2 separate regions of the Gasterosteus aculeatus genome follow, and region 1 is linked to region 2. A link is a contact called in public Hi-C data. All regions are on one chromosome and are shown on one strand. Each heading gives the region's core, a stretch centred on a gene start, on an enhancer-like site or on the middle of the called end of the contact. The rest is flanking DNA. Distances are from core to core; before and after follow the strand shown. Region 1 overlaps znf536 (zinc finger protein 536). Region 2 holds the start of LOC144385315.

What was found. A called contact is a pair of places that touch in the nucleus more often than the background predicts.
Region 1: a Hi-C map of skeletal muscle shows a contact between it and region 2, with 4 times the contacts expected there. The contact joins the enhancer-like site here to the promoter of LOC144385315 in region 2. A contact is called at or near these places in 2 of 6 Hi-C or Micro-C datasets (skeletal muscle and tail fin).

What each region holds. Positions count from the first base shown.
Region 1 is chr12:2,357,446-2,362,353 of fGasAcu3.hap1.1, reverse strand. All of the region lies in intron 7 of znf536 (zinc finger protein 536), which reads right to left. Among protein-coding and RNA genes, the nearest start is that of LOC144385317, 170 kb to the right of the region's middle. Within about 2 kb of position 2,838, at least 3 of the 9 cell types and tissues checked have open chromatin away from gene starts, as enhancers often do.
Region 2 is chr12:2,006,054-2,010,488 of fGasAcu3.hap1.1, reverse strand. LOC144385315 reads right to left here and starts at 2,708. Exons shown (of 1, transcript XM_078085248.1): 1 at 1-2,708.

The sequences.
Region 1 (4,908 bases), core at 1,589-4,088, 350 kb before region 2:
TGATGCATCATGGGGACTCATGTGACTGACAGGAAAATGTGCTTGGTCTCTGTCAACAACCCCGGTAAAGTCAAGTTTCTAACCTAGGGTAGAATACATTCCAGGTACGATAAAATGGTGAAATAATGTCTTCTTCTTTATTCAACAGGAGAGAAAATGTCTTTGAAAGCATTCGATTAGCACTACACTTCAGTCCTACTTTTTTCTTCTTAAAAAAAGACACACCTTACTAGCTTAAGGAATGTATCAGAGATCTGCGGTGGCGGTTACAGGAAGTGCTAATCAGACAGGTAGTTTCATCAAACAAAAAGGAGAAAATAACATTGTATAGAGAGAAGAGAACAAAGACAAGAGGGCATCGGGCCCCAGGTGGAGCGCGCAGGGAAGAAGCCCGCACTTCCTGTAGTGTCCAAGCAATCTCACTTCCGTCCCCAACAGGAAACTGTCCCACACTTTCCTTCATATAGCTCGCGCCTTCTCTTCACTCTGACGGTAGTATGTGTTTTTTTTTTCATCTTAAATAAAGTCTTTGTTAAAGTGTACTCCTTCATTCATCCTTCATCCTCCTCCTCATCGCCTTCATCATCACCATCCTCCTCCTCCTGCCTTGCTCCGGTGTGGTGCCGTTAGTCTTTGTTTACAGCGCGGGCGTCCAGCCCCTCTGGGTCGCCTAGGTTATGGTTGTTAGGGTGGTTAAGGTCGTGGGTCAGCGCGGGGTCGTGGGTCATTGGTTGGTCCTCCTCTCCTACCCAGAGATGCACTACGGCCAATGAGAGAATAAGAGAAGAGGCAGATTAGCACCACGGACCCAACACACTGAAACCACCATGCAGCACACACGCATGCACACACACACACACACACACACACACACACACACACACAACCTAAGCATTGCAATATACGGTCAGGTGGGGCCAGATGGATGGATGATATATTTGAGACTGTCAGCTTTGTACAATGGGCCACTAATAATAATAATTATCTAATAATTATCAAATACCGATGGACAAATGAAGCCGAAGGCATCGGCACACTTAAGTGCATAAGTGCATCGTTATTATTTATTTGCACTGAATTCTTGGGCAACTCTGTTATTCTTTTACTTCTACCCCAGTCACAGCCAGTCACTGATAGCAAGAAAAGAAAACCCTCTTTCATAAGCAGCAGGTCAGCAGTACTACAGTTCCTTTTGTGAATGCCCATTTCTGAAACTATATGAGACGCTTACACATTATGGTTATGACAACTGGAGGAGCTCGTGCTTGTAACAATTATGTCAGCTCAGCTAATACTGTATGTCCGACAGGAAATGTGACAGCAGGTCAGGAGGGAAGTGAGTAAATCTAATAGAAGGTTTAAAAAAGTTGTGAGTTAGTGAGAAATACATAACTGTAATTAGATCCCGCAGCAAATAATACAACTCCCCCTTGGTGCTTTTTCTACACTTTCATTCCCTCTGCATCATATTCTAAAATTATTTTGCAATAGAACACGGACGAACACATTTGCATGTCATGTTTTTTTAAAGTGGCGTAATGAATCTGACAAAACCAAATTAAAACACCGGTTTATTTGAGTTGTGTTTTTTATTTTTTGTTTCTTTTTGCAGGACTGAATGGATATGAAGATGGATGGAAGTGGCGGCGTAGTAGCAGAGGGAAAATAAAGAGCTAATAACGTGATAAAACATCTTGGGTTCAGCGCTGAGTAATGACTGTTTCCTGCGCGTCTCATATGGGTTTTTGCTTTTAGTGCTCCTCGTACTTCTCCTCCGATCCGTCTGGTGAAAGGATGTTTACAAATGCTCTTTTGGGATGTTTTTGCTCTACTGATATATTGAAAAGGTGGAACATATGAGATCAAATGTGATTAGATCAAAGTAGTGTTACACCGACCGTCTGTGAGAGCGGAGCTTTGTATGTGAAGGGTTGGTCTCTAACTGGTGTTACCCCATCAAACTATTGCATTAGAATTCCTCACTAACAAAGGGTTGATTTTATGTCCACTTGTCACCACAAGATGGCAAGCTAAGACAGTAAAAGAGACACTGAAGGCTGCGCATATCAGACATCTGAGCACACGCCTCCACATTCAGACCAGACCTTTCCCTCCTGATTCAGATTCAACGTGTTTGTGGTGGAGTCAGATATAACTGAGCATATCATTTGAGCTCTACACTGAAAATAGTCAAAAAAGCCACATACAGCTCACTTGTCTTCTGATGTCCATTATAAATGAATACATGTTATTCAATGTGCAATAACATAATAGAAATAAACCAAAATAAAAATAAATGCTAGAAAAAAAAAAATGTAGATGCTTTAAAAAGTGCCTTGCTCTCCCCAAGGGCACTTCCTCCCTTTGATTTCCCTGTAAAGAAACTTTCTATAACGAGTTCCAGATTAGGGCCCCATATTTGATTTTCACTGTTCATTAACCAAGCCACCTGGAATGTTATTATTTAAGCACGATGCTCCTTCTCCCCAAACAACTGCCATTGCGAAGGGTGGGGGAAGGGTGGGGGGGATTTCCTGGCCAACTTTATACATTTAGCATAGCTTCCCTCTTGCAGTTTTTAATTTCCCATTCGGGTAGACGGCAGATGCACCTCACACACCGAAAAAAGCTGCCTGCCATTGGTTCATCAAATGAGCCATGCAAAATATTATTGTATCTAAGGAGGTGCAGTCTACAATACATGCCCAGGTTCTTCAAGATCTCTTTTAATACGATGAAAACATGCGCCCCCTGGTGGCAGACAGAGACAGGGTGCTTATTGGAGGGGATAGGAGGACCTTCAGAAACATATGGTGTGAGGACACACAGCTCCAGGATCCATCCACCGGTAATACATGTGTCATGCTTAACAGAATGGATAAATGGAACAATGGCGTACCACCGCACTCAGAGCATGTGTCGGTAGGCCGCGCTGGGACGAACCGGACTGTGTGTGTGTGTGTGTGTGAATAAGTGCGAGAGCCTGGTGTCAGATGCACCACCTGATGTTAATAGCGAGACGTCACAAAAGACACCACTCACCAAGTAGAAGCTGTTTCCTGAGAATATGTACCGCTCAGATTAATGACTCTGTTTCAGCACTTCAGCAGATAACCATTAAGGTTCACAAATATAGATTTCTGAAAGTTAATCAATATTTTTAAAAAGGGCCGAAAGCTACACTTAGCTGACATTTTGTTTTAAACTTCAAGGTTTTCTAAATGTCACTAATAGATGTTGAAATCATGCACTTAAAGGAGCAGTTCAACCGATCTGGATCACCATATGTTCAGAGATTGATGATCTATTGAGGATATATGTGATACATATTATTCACTATTTAAAATCCTCTACTAAACACATTTGATAGAAATGCCTTCCGACATCTGTTCCTATTTGTGATGGTAAGTTTATTCAATTGTTTCACTTGTTCTACCAAATACTGCTTGTATTTTTCTCATCACCGCTTTCTACTGGTGTGTGTTAAAATGATGGCAGATGTAAAAAGAACATTTCTTTGGTTGCAATGTCCAGTCGCGAGTCTCCAGTTGACTCTCGACTGGACATTGCCTACAAGACAGTTGAGACCGGCTAATAAATTAGAAACACATTTTTATAGTGTTTTGTACAGTAAAGTTTAAGCTTACATTTTTCATTTTTCACTCAAAGCAAACAATGACCACTTAGAAAAACATTGTACTGTGCAGTAAGTGATTATAATGCATTCGAAAAGCATCACCTTACAAGTCACCACAAGAGCTCCCAGGGTGGCGCTAAGGGTGGAGCACAGGGTGGAGGTCAGGATGGAGCTTATGGTGAAGCTGAGAGAGGAGCTCGAGGTGGAGCTCCGGGTGGAGCTCAAGGTGGAGCTCACGGCGGTGCTCAGTGAACCCTTTGTTTGCTCTCCCAGGCCTCGGGGCCCTTCGCTAGCAGAATGCGTTGTTCTTGGCACGGCACGGTCTCATTGTATAGCCCGGTATTTATAAATATGTAAATATGAGCGACACCAGGCATAACACAGGCCGCTTGTATACACCGAGGAGGAGCGGCAAGGAAGTGAGTGCACCCCACCCCCCCTCTCTAAATTTTTATTTTTAGATGGTTTTAATGAATACAGGATGTTTATAGTTACCATTCCCTGTGATTCGCACAAAAGACTAGAAAAATCCACATCCACCCTGCCTCCCCCCACCCTTCTCTGCACCCTTCCCACCCTCCTATCCCACCACCCCTCAAAGCATCACTAAAGAAGAAGGAGTAGAAGAAAAAGGAAGGAGAGGGAAAGAGAAAAAAGGGAAATTTGTGGCTCCAAGACTCAGATCCCATTAGACAAACATAGTGTGGTGTTAAGGTGCAACAAAGAGCAGGTGCGGAGCGAGAGAGAGAGGGAGAGAGACGAGGCGTGCGGCGGAGTGAGGCTCGTCACGAAGAAAGCAACTTCAAGGCGATGCGCAGTTTGTGTGTTATTTCTGGGGTTTTTTAAGTTGCAAAAATAATACAAAAGCCGAATCAATATGAGCAAGGAGCGGGTAAAAAAGGTTAGTTGTTTCCTGTTGTCTGTGATAATGTGTTGTTCTTTATTTCCATTGTGTGGGTGTGTGTAATAACTCCATGCCAACTTGTTTTCTTTTTATAAAGTCACTTTGGTTTCGTATCAAACTCTCGGGCCTAGTGTGAAGTGACACGTGTGACAGGATGGGAGGAACACCAGGACCCAGAAGGAAGAAGAAGAAGGAGAAAGAAAGCGAGGAAATCAGAATGATTGCAGTTGGGGAAACACAATGAAGTGAATGTTACTGGCCTCTTTCTATCTTTCGCTCTCTGTCTCCAAAAGTATTTCTGAGGCTAAAAGATTGCCGGCTTGATAATACCTCCGCTGAGCAATTTAAGCCCAAACACTCTGATGCT
Region 2 (4,435 bases), core at 1,459-3,958:
TGCTATTTTGTACCAAAGCACAACGGTGTTTACAATTGCTACGTGTAAATGCACAAGATTTCTGTTTTGTCTTTTTGTACAAGTGCTAAATGCACAGTTTTGCAACATGCATTTAGCCTACGGTGAACAATAAACCTTTATTTCTCCAGCTTCTCCTGAGCATTGTGTGTTCTATTTTTCTAGTAGTGTTTGGTGACTGTTCAGTAGTGTTTTTAATTTTGATTGACTCGGGGCACGATTTGACAAGATAGTTCCGTTTTGAGCACAGATTGAACTGTTTTGATGTGAAAGTTTGATTTTGCAGAGGTTTTGTGAATGTAGCTTGACATTTTTTTGTGTTCACAGTTTGGTTGTCCGACGTGAGACCAGAAATGTTCGCCCGAGAGTACACGGCACGTTTAGGGCAATCGAGCATTTGGTGTGAAGACACCATGAGGCTAACAAAGAGAGGGAAGATGGGGGACGACAGCAGCGGTGTCAGATTTAAGAGGCGAAAAGCTATCTCACAGCCTTTAGCACCTAATGATTTATATAACATTAAAAATAAAGGTAAGTCACCTGTGTCTGAGTGATTTACTATATAGAAGCCTATCCTGTGCTAAAAAAGGTTGATGATGACATGAAGACAAGCAGAGCCCTGTTACCCGAGGCTGAACTTTGGCAAGTGTAGTGGCAGGTAAATGGACCCTTTCATAGGACTCATATTCTCAATTTAACTCGTATAGTCTTCTCTGCGTTCGCCCACTGAGCGTACGGTACATTATGCAAATCTTTTCACACATGGTATGCACATGGGGCTGAAAGTCATACCCATGTATCCCTTTTCCGGGCTCTTTACAAAACGAGATTTAAAAACTTTAACAATGTGTCCTCTAACTAACTTTCCTGCATTTTAGCAGTAGCATTGTAATTAGTAATTGCGCATGACACTTTTAAGGGAATCAATGCATATATTTAAGAGAGATGTAGATTCAAATGGAAGTTCCTTAGGCTCTGTTAAGGAAATAACATAATCCCTCATTTAAGAGTCATAGACCCCGACACATAAAAAAGAAGGAAAAAACCCACCAGGATTTATCCTTCAAGGAGCAGAGGCAGGGTGAGTTAGACATGGCAAAAAAAGCTGACCTTACAGTAAATGTCTTTAGATACTGCTGTCCTCCGATCGCACAAATCTATTAGATTTGAAGTAATATTAGAATTCCAATATTGTTCACTTTTAATTTGATGTCTTCATTCCTGGTTATTTATTTATTGAGGAACAGAAAAGCCGTGGGAGAGAATGATTCAAAGTCACTATGTCTGTGTGTCTGAGTGAGTGAGTGTGTGTATGTGTGTGTGTGCGTGTGGCTCTGATTCTAAGCTCAGTAGCAAGGCCCCATGCTTCCCTCATTTCACCATGTTGAGCAATGCACTCACACACACACACACAAAGACACACACAAAAAAACATTCCTTCTCTCCACATAAAAGTGGGGTGGGGAGCCATGTTCGTTGCCTTGGAAACACTTAACACAGATAATTATTACTGTAACTCTCCGTACACCCCACCTATAATAGAAATGGATCATGAATTATAATCACTGAGTGACAGCCTTCTGTTCGCTGCTGCCTGCTGCCACTGCCACCTGTTGGCAAGCAGTAGAATTGCAGGACTCGACACGTTGGCTGTGTGGAGATTCCTGCTGACTGTTGGAGTGCAGCAGCTTCACTGCTGAACGTAATTCCACTGCCTTCGCCTGAACTCACACAGAATAAAAAATTAAAATAATTCTTTGTATTATTTTGTCTTCTTTATTATCAGTAAAGCATTTTCACTGTGGATGTCAAACCCAGACGACTGCAACAATCATGTAAAAGCATTAATGGCAGAATGGAAATCATGGCATCACGCTGAATCTGTTTAAATATTTACAAAGGCCTATTCCCATGGCCCATTCCTAAGTAATCAAAAAACAATTAAATATTCTTCCCCGGGTTGAAAGTCGTTTTTTTTGTTTGTTTGTTTTTAAAACAAAATAATTCAGTGCCTTATGAAGAGACGTAGTCTTGGGTTGCAAAGGGAGCGCCCTACTTTTCCTCTCCGACCGCTTTGTGAGATCTGGGAAAGGAACAACCAAAAAATGAAAAAGGAGGGAGAAAAATGAATAAACAAAAAAAAGTAGATTAAAGTAGCATCAAGAATATAAACTAGCAGCTGGAGGAAATAAGATAATTGCCTTTCTGTATATTTATCATGTCTTTTTGTTATCATATTCCACAAAAAAGGATGATGACTTTTGGGCCTTGAGTTTGATGGCTGTCGTGTGCAGTTATGTGGGGCAGGAGATTTTCTCCATTTTTTTTGCACTTTCTTCTTGTTTGAAACTATTCATCACACCCGTATCCTCGTAACGGAAACCCGCCTTTACATTATCCGCTAAACAGCTGATTTTAATTCAGCTTTCCCCTCTGAAGGTTTTTGATAAGAGGAGTCTGCAACAAAGGTCCCCACCACACCGGCAATTACTGGCAAGACGCAACCGCCTTAAATCAGGTCCCATTTATGAACACAACTTCAACCGCAGCGGTCAGATTACTGTAAAAGCGGCAGGTTCAGAAGACGAAACCCCCTCGACAAATAAAATCTGGGTTTTATGTCTGGTGTCGGCTTCGCTCACCTCCCCCTGTTTTAAAATGAGATGCCACAGCGCTTTACTTCCTGAAGCCACGGTACTGATGAGCAGCAAACTTTTCTGCTGTTCAAATGACCTCAGCATTATGATTGTACCTCTGCAGACAGCTTGGCAATAAAACTTTTAATCATCAATTGTTGTTTCTGCTGAAATCCCAGTCTGTTTTTTCTTCTTCTTGTTTTTCAAAGGAAAGAAGGTGTCACACACGCAGAGAGAGCGAGAGACAAACACACACACACAGACACAATTACACGCGCCCAATCTCTTTGGAAACCAAAAAAAAAAAAAGGAGGAAAATGTCTTATATCCAGCGACTGAAGATCTTTAAATTACACCGTCTCGGAACTTCATTTCAAAAGACAAGACGTGGCAGTTTCAGGAGGAAGGACCTTTGAAAAAGTTGACGGCACCTTGTGTTAGCAGTTTGCGGCCAGGGGTTTCTCTCATGGCGCTAAGCAAAATCACAGGTGGGTTCCCTCATTAGATGGCTACAGACAGGCCACATTAAACAGAATCTGTCGCCACTTCCAAAAGGCAGCCACCATTCCGGTATTGGCCCTTTTTTGGTCTCCCCGCTTCCCACCCGCTCTATCTTCTCATCCCACCCCCCCTCCAGCACCCACCCATCTCTCTTCTACTCTCTGACATGCATATTTCAGATCAGGCCTGGATGTCAGGCGGTGCGTGGGAATTAATAATCTCAGGTTTTGCACTTGCAGCTAGCTGTTTAAGGATTCATACTAACAAAGGGCAGTGAGAGTCACGCAACGGGGCTGACAAGGCCTGTCTTTCTATCTCCGCATACCTCCACCTGTCTGTTGCCTCTCGTCCTCCTGCTGTCGTAGCGGCCCCGCACACACTCACACACTTCTCTCTTTGTATGTTTCTCACTCAGTCCTGGCCTCCCTCTTTCTCTCTCTCTCCAGCTGACCTTTGCAGCCGCTTAGGTTCACAAAACACCTCCAAACAGCTCCTCTCTAATGGCCCGCTATTCAAACAATCGGTAGAACGACCTGACGAAGATGATTGATCTCTGACAAGCAGCTCGATGCATTCCTATGAGTCATTAGATCAGCCTGGATGGAGAGAGAAAGAGAGGCTGGCAGATAGAGGGGGAGAGAGAGACCGGGAGACCTATTGGAGAATTGGTAAAGCTGTATGTACAACCCGACCAGGCATTTATCTAATGTCAAGACTTGCAGACAACCTTTAGTCTGAGTTTGATGTTGGAGGTGCTTTGGAATGACAACAGCACTCGCTTCCTGAGCTGGAATGCACAAGTTCAGACAAAAGCACACACACACTTGTTCTTCTCGCTGAGTTAAAGGCACTCATGCGCAGGTGTGAGTGCACGCTCAAACCAAATGAATCTTGTAAGAAGAGAAAAGACATAGCGCACAAGCAGGCGGCGCTTAAACAGCATCGCTGGAGCGCTCAGCGCCGCGGAAAAAGAGAAATGTCTTCTTTAGAGATCCTCTTGTTGTGTTGTCGCGCTGGGAGATAAGGACGGATTAGGCTGAGAGACGCTCTGAGCTGAGACGCGCAAACATGCTGTCGAACATGGAAGTGAAGCACCAGAAACTCTTTCCCCAACCAGTCAACACACACACACACACACACACACACAGTACACACAGATTGCTGCACAGTATATAAGCTCACTTTCAAATATAACATAAAGGTTCGCCATGGGAAACAATCATGTGGACGCACATGTGAAATATAGCATTGTCTGCTTTCACATAAATCAGCTTCAGGCG